Regions from separate parts of the Mus musculus genome. Here all the other regions are linked to region 3. A link is a contact called in public HiChIP or PLAC-seq data. All regions are on one chromosome and are shown on one strand. Each heading gives the region's core, a stretch centred on a gene start, on an enhancer-like site or on the middle of the called end of the contact. The rest is flanking DNA. Distances are from core to core; before and after follow the strand shown. Region 1 holds the start of Fbxo6 (F-box protein 6). Region 2 holds the start of Zfp982 (zinc finger protein 982). Region 3 holds the start of Zfp984 (zinc finger protein 984).

The links. HiChIP or PLAC-seq counts read pairs in DNA pulled down with a chosen protein or histone mark.
Region 1: an H3K27ac HiChIP or PLAC-seq map of regulatory T cells shows a contact between it and region 3, with 6 times the contacts expected there. The contact joins the promoter of Fbxo6 here to the promoter of Zfp984 in region 3. A contact is called at or near these places in 3 of 115 datasets of contacts at active chromatin or transcription factors (effector CD8 T cells, memory CD8 T cells and regulatory T cells).
Region 2: an H3K27ac HiChIP or PLAC-seq map of embryonic stem cells shows a contact between it and region 3, with 29 times the contacts expected there. The contact joins the promoter of Zfp982 here to the promoter of Zfp984 in region 3. A contact is called at or near these places in 2 of 39 promoter capture datasets (embryonic stem cells and erythroid cells), 4 of 484 Hi-C or Micro-C datasets (the G1E-ER4 cell line, embryonic stem cells and liver), 7 of 115 datasets of contacts at active chromatin or transcription factors (double positive thymocytes, embryonic stem cells and stem cell-derived neural progenitor cells) and 3 of 9 other capture datasets (adipose tissue, embryonic stem cells and liver).

Annotation. Positions count from the first base shown.
Region 1 is chr4:148,150,755-148,153,454 of GRCm38.p6, reverse strand. It overlaps Fbxo6 (F-box protein 6), which reads left to right and starts at 1,426. Exons shown (of 6, transcript NM_001163706.1): 1 at 1,426-1,513. It overlaps Fbxo44 (F-box protein 44), which reads left to right. Exons shown (of 6, transcript NM_173401.5): 6 at 1-656.
Region 2 is chr4:147,441,761-147,444,460 of GRCm38.p6, reverse strand. Zfp982 (zinc finger protein 982) reads right to left here and starts at 1,347. Exons shown (of 5, transcript NM_001371348.1): 1 at 922-1,347. It also overlaps the pseudogene Gm13161 and the pseudogene Vmn2r-ps19.
Region 3 is chr4:147,808,383-147,811,082 of GRCm38.p6, reverse strand. Zfp984 (zinc finger protein 984) reads left to right here and starts at 1,295. Exons shown (of 6, transcript NM_001127189.3): 1 at 1,295-1,415.

The DNA.
Region 1 (2,700 bases), core at 177-2,676, 340 kb before region 3:
GAAAGGGCCAGGCTTGGGAAGGGGAGGTGGAAACTCCCAGACCTCATTGTTAGCCTTTGCCCCCAGCTGCCTGTGTGTGGAGTTTCTAATGTCTGGGCCACCCTCCTCTCTAGCTCTCCAGCAAAGCTGCCCCTCTAAGGGTGCAGTGCCTGAGGATAGGCAGATACAACAGGTCTCCATACTTCTCATGCTTGCCTAGACCTGTTTCTACCCCTGACCTCTCTCCTTGTTCTCCTCAAGGGCCCTGGAGAGCAGGGACAGACAACATATCTGACAGGCTTGGGGACTGCCTTTAATGATGTCATAAGGCAGATCTAGGATAGAAGGCTCTGCTGGCCAGTCCTTAGCCTGGTGGTCAGCTGCTGTACGCTCTCTGCTTTGGCTTTAAAGTCAGGCCTGGTACCAGATAGGCAGGATCAGACTATCTTTGTCATCCTACCAATGAGTGCAGGACTCCCCAGAAGACTCCGGATGAGAGGCCAGATGAGGGGTAGGATGGACCAGGGTTTTGAGTGGAAGGACCTGGCCAAGTCCTCTGTGGCTTGAAGATGCCCCAGCCCCATCGGTGGGAGCGTCAATTCACACACTACCCCCTTGACCCTAGCACCACTCCATCCCTCCTGTTACATAGCCAAATAAAATGTTTCCAGCCTCTGTGTGCCCTGCGGCTTTTGGAGGGGAGGGTTGGTTCATGGACAATCCTGCCTGGCCCTAGAGAGGCAGGAGTGTGGCTGCAGTCCATGCTATAAAGAGGGGTTGAGCATTTCAGGAGTGTGGCCATGGCATCCCCCAGCTTAAGGGGCAGAGCCCTCAGCCCTATAGCCCTCATGCCCGGGAGTGCAATCCAAGGTGGCCATGCCAGGCTCTGCAGTCACCTTGACGAGAACTTTACTGATTTTTTGGTTGAGCCCAGCACGCAACAGATGCACAATGCTTGTCAAAGTTAATTATCTCACTCCAAAATAGAATAGATGGGTTAAGCTAGGATGGCTGACCTCCTGCCTTGAAACTCCACTTTCACTTGATAAATGCTTTGTGAGTTAATTTTCACTAGGACCAGAATCCTCAGAGAAACCCAGAAAGAGGTTGGACACGGAGTGGTGGCTCAGGCATTTAATCCCAGCCTCAGGAGGCAGATGCTAGTGGATCTCTTGTGTGTTCAAGGCCAGCCTGGTCTACAGAGTGAGCTCCTGGATAAATAGACTTAGTCTCAAGAAAACAAAACCAAAAACCAAACAAACAAAGCCAGAGGAGGTACAGCTCTGCCCCTCCCCATGGGTGGGGCAGATCCAGTCGCCTGTCTGGTAGGGACTAGATTCTAAGTAGCGCTTCCTTCGCTGGAGGAGGAAGCAGGCCCGAGGTGGGAGCAAGCTGCTGAACCGCTTGTCGCCTGGAGGGGGAGACGGAAGCCGGGGAAGCCCGGCCAGTGGAGCAGCAGCTTGGTGAGGGGGGGGGGGGATCCTAGAGCTCCGAGCTCACCATCTTCGCACCGACGCGGAAGGCCCGCTGGTCGGTGCGTGACGCCAGTGGGAAGACGGGGCGGGGCGAGGTGACAGAGGACCGGGTCGCCGAGGTCCAGGCCCAAGGCCCTGGAGAGCTGAGGCCCCCCTTCCTCCGGTGCCCAGGTCGCGGCCGCTGGGCAGCGGGGACCGCGAGTGGCCGGCGGGAGGGTGGGGCCGGGCGCAGGTCACGCGCTCGTGGGGAGACTTGGGAGGGGTGCGGCAGGTGCTCTCGAGTCCGGCGCCGGGACGCGGGGACGCCGGGCCTGCTGTAGGCACGCGAGGGTCCCGGACGGTGGCGACACCGGCTTCTCCTTGGGACGCCGGGCTTCAGGCGCTAGGGTAGGACGTCCGCTCGTGACCCAGCCGCAGCCTGGTGTGGATTTTACCCCTAAGGCACACCAGGGGCACTGTAGTCTCCCTGGCAAGGTGGCTTGTTTTGGGGGGGGAGAGTGACACTGGAGTGGAATGCCATCAGGACCACGGCAGGGGGAGACCCCCCACTCGGGACACAGTGACTCACCCGTGTAGGCAGCTTTTAGGAGTTGCCGACATCTTTTAATGCGCATAGTTTAAGATTGTTGTTGGTTGTCCTTTCCTTAGGATGGAGCCCAGGGCCTCCCAAGTGTTAGATAAGCATGCTACCACCCGGCAGCACCTCCCCCACCCCCACCCCCACCCCACCCCCGTGAGGGGGAGACATTTCTGCTCCTTCTGCCTGGAAGTTCACAGTCCTTCTAAATGAGTCATTGCCAGCCTTATTTACTTTTACTTTGTATTTTGAGACGAGCAAAATTGATTAGGCTGGGACAAAAAGTTCAAACTTTCCACCGAGTATCTGGGACTGTGAGGGCGTGCCTCCACTCAGGTTTGTTGTTTGGGCTTTTCTTTTCTTTCTTTCTTTTTTTTTTTTTTTTAAATCTTTTTTGTTTGTTTTATGAGACAGGGTTTCTCTGTGTAGCCCTGGCTCTCCTGGAACTCACTCTGTAGACCAGGCTGGCCTCAAACTCAGAAATCCTCCTGACTCTGCCTCCCAAGTGCTAGGATTAAAGGCGTGTGCACCACCACTGCGGGTTTATCATTTTGTATTTTGACACAGGACGTTTAAAAAACTGTAAGCATTTGAAAGACCCTGCCCCTCCCTAGCTAAGAATTTAAGCTGGCCCCATGTGATCCCTTTCCTTCGTGTAGTAAATATTCC
Region 2 (2,700 bases), core at 98-2,597, 370 kb after region 3:
ATAGATGCATATAGGCCAGATCCATTCTCAAAGGGTCTCCATAGGCCAGAGATGTCAAAGGTGTATGGATGCAATAGTAATCTATGCTCTGTGATGGTGTGCCAATCCTCTGAACACTTCACGCACTAATAAACATGTGATGGAGAAAAGACATTATCACCGCTGGGAATGGTGGCCCACGCCTTCAATCCCAGCACTTGGGAGGCAGAGGCAGGGGAATTTATGAGTCCAAGGCCAGCCTGGTCTACAAAGTGAATTCCAGGACAGCCAGGGCTATACAGAGAAACCCTGTCTCAAAAAAACAAAAAAAACCCAAAGAAACAAACAAACAAAAAAAAACCAAACAAACAAACAAAGAACAACAAAACAACAACAAAAAGACAGTATCCTCATTGCAGCTTCCACAATCACAGGTCACTTTCAAACACTGGAACCCATAGAAGAAGGACTGTTTTGTTGAGCAGAGATGAAAGTGAAGCAGAGGCCAGCTCCCTGTGGTGCCAACTGCTCTGTGTCAAGTCGCAGTTTTGCTAACATCACTGACATGAGGGTGGGCAGAGCAGACTGCTCTTCTGAGGCCTCCTTTGCTGCACTGCCATCTAAACCATACAGAGGCGGTTCTACTCGAAGCGGTAAGGGATTGGATAAGGAATGTTGCCGTGAGGATCATGCATCTGGTGGAACACTTCTGCCAGGGCTGGTTCCTGGCCCGCTTCCCCCAGCAAACTCAAAGGAATCACTAAGTTTATGTCCCCCTAGAAGTGCCTTTCCCTTGCTAGTGTCATATGGCTCAGCTTTCCTTTTCCGATTTCGCAGGTCATTCTGCTTTTTCTCAGGAGTCTCTACTTCTTTATCACTCAAGGACCCCACGCTGCACAAACTCTGGTTGGAAGACACACTGTTGAGTGGTCCCTTACTTACACCAACTCCAGTGAACCTGGCCTCTAGTAATTCCTGCCTTCGTGGGTCCAGGCTATGCAGTTCTTCCATCTTTTCTGCCGCCGCTGCCGCTTCACTCTCCTCTCGGGAGGGGCCCCGACCCGACCCGGCTGCTGACCGCTCCGCTCTCCCCCTGTGCAGGCCCGGGGCGGAGCCGGGGCCTCTCCTGAGCGCCGCAAACCCGGCCCTGGCAGTCGCCGCCCCGCCGGGCTCCACAACAAGGCGGGCTGGGGAGAGGGGTCACGGAGGCCACAGATTCCCCGAGCTCGCGTATGTAGCCAGGAGGCTGATGCGTGCTCGGGCACCGGCGGCTGCCAGGGGGCGCGGGGCCGGCCTCCTGGAGCCGGACAAAGGCCAAGGGAGGCGCAGAAGGGTCTGGGTCGGGCCGAGAAGTGGGGGCCCGCTCGACTGGGGGCCACTCGGGTGCGGCGCGGAGGGCGGGGTGCGGGGTCGAAACCGTTAGTGCCCAGGACCCGCCTCCGGCCCCTTAATCCAGATCCACTCCTCAAGTGAGCTTTCTAGTAAGCTACCTGAGTTGGCTAAGTGGGTCCCCTTAGTAAGCTACTCCTTAATATTTCTGTTTCTCGGGGGGAGGGTATGGGGGACTTTTGAGATAGCATTGGAAATGAAAATGGGGAAAATATCTAATAAAAAATATTAAAAAATATTTCTGTTTCTCTAAGTCTGTCAGATGACCCCGGGGCAATAAGCTGAATACCAGTGCTCCAACATGTTGAAGTAAGGGACTGTCCAAGTGATCCGTGATCTCTGTAAATTGGCTAAGTTTTGGAAGCTGTGTTAGGCTTTCTTTATATTTTCAGTTAATATCAGTCATTCTTGGATTTCTGATGGGGTTGAAAAACTGCGTAGTCTCCTAGCCAACCCAGGTTTTTTTCTTTGAGAGGAACAGTTCTGAGAGGATGGTTTTAAGATGGCATTCAATATAAAGCCAAGATATATGCAGATGTAGAATTATAAGTCTTTTAAGTAAAGATACATGACAGAGGTTCTGTTTAATTAACAAAGATGATGGACTGGGTGTTAGGTCTCTAGTACTTTATAAATTACAAAATAATAATAGTTATGTTCAATTATATCTGAGATAAAATAGTCTTTTAATTGGACAGAAAGGAGGAAATGTTATGAATAGCCCCAGAGCTAATTATATTTGATGTTAATTCCATTCTCCTGTGATTTGTGAACAAGGAATGAGTCTGACTCAGGTGATTTCTTGTAAACCAGCTCCCCACCTAAATTTGTAAAATAAAGGAGAGCTGATAACTGGGCAGATAAAGGGAAGGTGGATCAGAAGGTGGCAGGAGACTGTCCCTTGATACTAGCTGGGGGCAGATGAGTTGGCTTCAAGGGAGTCATGAGAGCAGCAGAGCTGATTGTGATCCTCACCTTCCTAGCAGCTGAGACAGCAGGCCCTGCATCTCACAGCACAGTAGAGCTGTCCCTGCATATGGGGCTTGCAAGTGACGTAATCTCAATGGCATGAGCACAGCAGAGCTGGGTCTTCCTCGTGGGTGCACTGTTGTACCTCTGTTGAGAATTCTGTTTAGCTCTGTATCACATTTTTAAAATTGATTATTTGGTTTGTTGGTGGCTGACTTCTCGGGTACTTTATATATTTTGGATAGTAGCCCACTGTCATATGTAGGGTTGGTGAAGGTCTTTTCCCATTCTGTTATCTGTTGTTTTGTCTTATTTACAATATATTTGCCTTACAGAAGCCTTTCAGCTTCAAAGGTTCCCACT
Region 3 (2,700 bases), core at 46-2,545:
AGAGTCTAATGAGACTTGGGTAAATCTCGAGTCTCCTTTCCCCAGCTTATACTGATATGCATGGGTGTCATAGAGTGTTACAGGGAACAATCAGGAAACCATTTATCAACAAACAGTGCAGTATGTATTGTAATTTTGTTCAAGTTTTCTTTCTTTCATCCTTTCTTTCTTTCTTTTCTTTCTTTCTTTCTTTCTTTCTTTCTTTCTTTCTTTCTTTCTTTCTTTCTTTCCTTCTTACTTCCTTACTTCCTTTCCTTACTTTTTTTTTTTTGACAAAGATCAAGACAGTTTTCCAAAGGAGTTTCTCTTTATTGTCTCACCCTTCAAGAAGTAAATAATATTGTGCCTTGACCTAACATCATTTTAATTCATCATTTTCTTTGATTGAGGCATCCACCTCCTCTACCTTTTCTTTAAGTCTGATAATCTGTCTCCCACAGGTTCTCTATGTATTATTTTTATTTGCCTTACTGCATTTTCTTTTCAGGATTTTTTTTTGGCATTTCTAAGCACTTATTGAAGTCAATTTTAATATTTTATATTGTCATTTCCTTCAGGAATCTGGTATTATTTTCTTGCCCATGATTTATTTCGTTTCTCTCTGAGTGAGTGGATTTACATGGTTTACAAACTTTAATGTCCTTGATCATGATTGTGGGTTTTCTATTCTTTGTCTTCGATATCAAATAAATTGTGCTCCTTATAGGATACCTATATGGTTTGCGGTTTGAGCCAAGGACATTTTATCTAAGTTATTGTTTGTTTTGGGTATCTGTTCTGAGCATCAGAATTCAAAGGGACTGCTTAATTGTGTGCATTTATAGCCCAGAGGAAAAGACTCACAATATGAGAAGTTAATATGCGTTGTATCTGAAGGGTTCAGAACCCAGGTGCAGTGTCCTACTACATCCAGTTCTGGTCTAGTCTGGCAGCAACCTTTTGAGGAAGCTGTGTAGAGTAGGTCCTGGGAAGTTTTGTGGAAGGCAGCCTGCAACAGAGTTGGAGGAGTGGTTCCTGCTGGGGAGGGTGGGCCTCCAGCCTGATTAGATGAGTTTAAGAAAAAGACAAATTAAAAGCAAAGGAACGAGCAAGCAAGCAAGCAAGCAAAAATTCAAAACACCAAACATTGCTGTGAAGAATTGGGAAGCTAATTAATTAAAAGGTCCCGAAGTAGGTAGGCTTAGAAGAATTGCAGGAAGCTGCTGAATATTGGGCGGGTCCAGAAGGCGGGGCTAGGCAGCATGAAGGGAAGTTCCGCGGTTTCATCTTTCTTCTTGCATCTCAGCTGCCTCGTGATCAGGAAGTTATGGAGGGAGACTAGCGCCTAGTATTTGCGGAACCTGAAAACTTTCTTAAGCAGCAGTTGTTGTGCTGGCCTCCTAGGACATTGAGCAGCTGGTCCTGTCACCTTCCAGGTCAGAGGAGCTGTTGGACTGGGGAACAGGCAGGAACTGGGCAGGCGTGTGGAGCAGGGGTGCATTTTCTGCCGCCATTCTCACAATTCAGTGTTTGCGGAACCTGAAAACTCCCTTAAGCTGCAGTTGCCCCTCCTAGGACATTGAGCAGCTGGTCCTGTCACCTTCCAAGTCAGAGGAGCTGTTGGACTGGGGAACGGGCAGGAGCTGGGCAGGGGCGTGGAGCAGGGGTGCATTTTCTGCCGCCCCTCTCACAATTCAGTGTTTGCGGAACCTGAAAACTTCTTTAAGCTGCAATTGCTGTGCTGGCCTCCTAGGACATTGAGCAGCTGGTCCTGTCACCTTCCAAGTCAGAGGAGCTGTTGGACTGGGAAATGGGCAGGAGCAAGGCAGGCATGTGGAGCAGGGGTGCATTTTCTGCCGCCACTCTCCCAATTCTGTTGTGGTATCTTACCATTATCAGGAAGTTTGAGATCCTGTGAATTGGGTTCATGGTGATGTTTTAATTAATTTTATGGGTGCCAGATTTTTTTTTTTTTAAATAACCCCGTAGATCCTTGGCCGTCTCTGGAGTTTGTGTATTGGGATGGTTGTCTTTGCAAAAGCCATAATAAAGCTCCTCAAATTCAAATTCATTCATGCTTTCTTAACTCCCTTGTTCCTCCATTTGCCATTTCGTTTCCCTTTCTCCAGGGAACTGGATAGGCATCCCTAGAGAGCTTTGTAGGTATTTGTCATATGGGGATCAGTGCAGATTTGATTGAATTCGAAAATATTCGTTATAAAGTACTGTTGAAAGACCCAAAAGGTGAGGACTCTCCCACGTTCTGACTCAGGAGAGGCAACACCCCAAATTACTGGAGAAACGGTTTTGATGCAAATTGCAAGAGGACTTTTATTTCAAGAGAGCTCTCAGGCCCACAGTCATAAACCATGCAATGCTAGAGGACTGTGGTATGCAGAGTAGCTGGGTAAGGGGGTATTTAAAGGAAGGAACCACAAGTCAAGGGGGTGGGGAGGGCGTTGTTGGAAAATACCAAAAATACCAGTTGAAAGTGGAAAGTCAAGACAGCTGTGTATGAGTCTCAATAACATTAGCACATTTGCATAGTGAGTTCCTGGAGTTGTCGGGGTGGGTCAAGGTGACTTTCTTTGAAAGCACAGCTTATAAGTGGGTGGATGGAGGAATGTTGCTATCTGCTTTATGATTAGCATACCTTGGGGGCATTGAGTCACAAGGATCTTATTTTTAAGCCTGACCCTAAAGGCTTACTTTTTGTTTTTA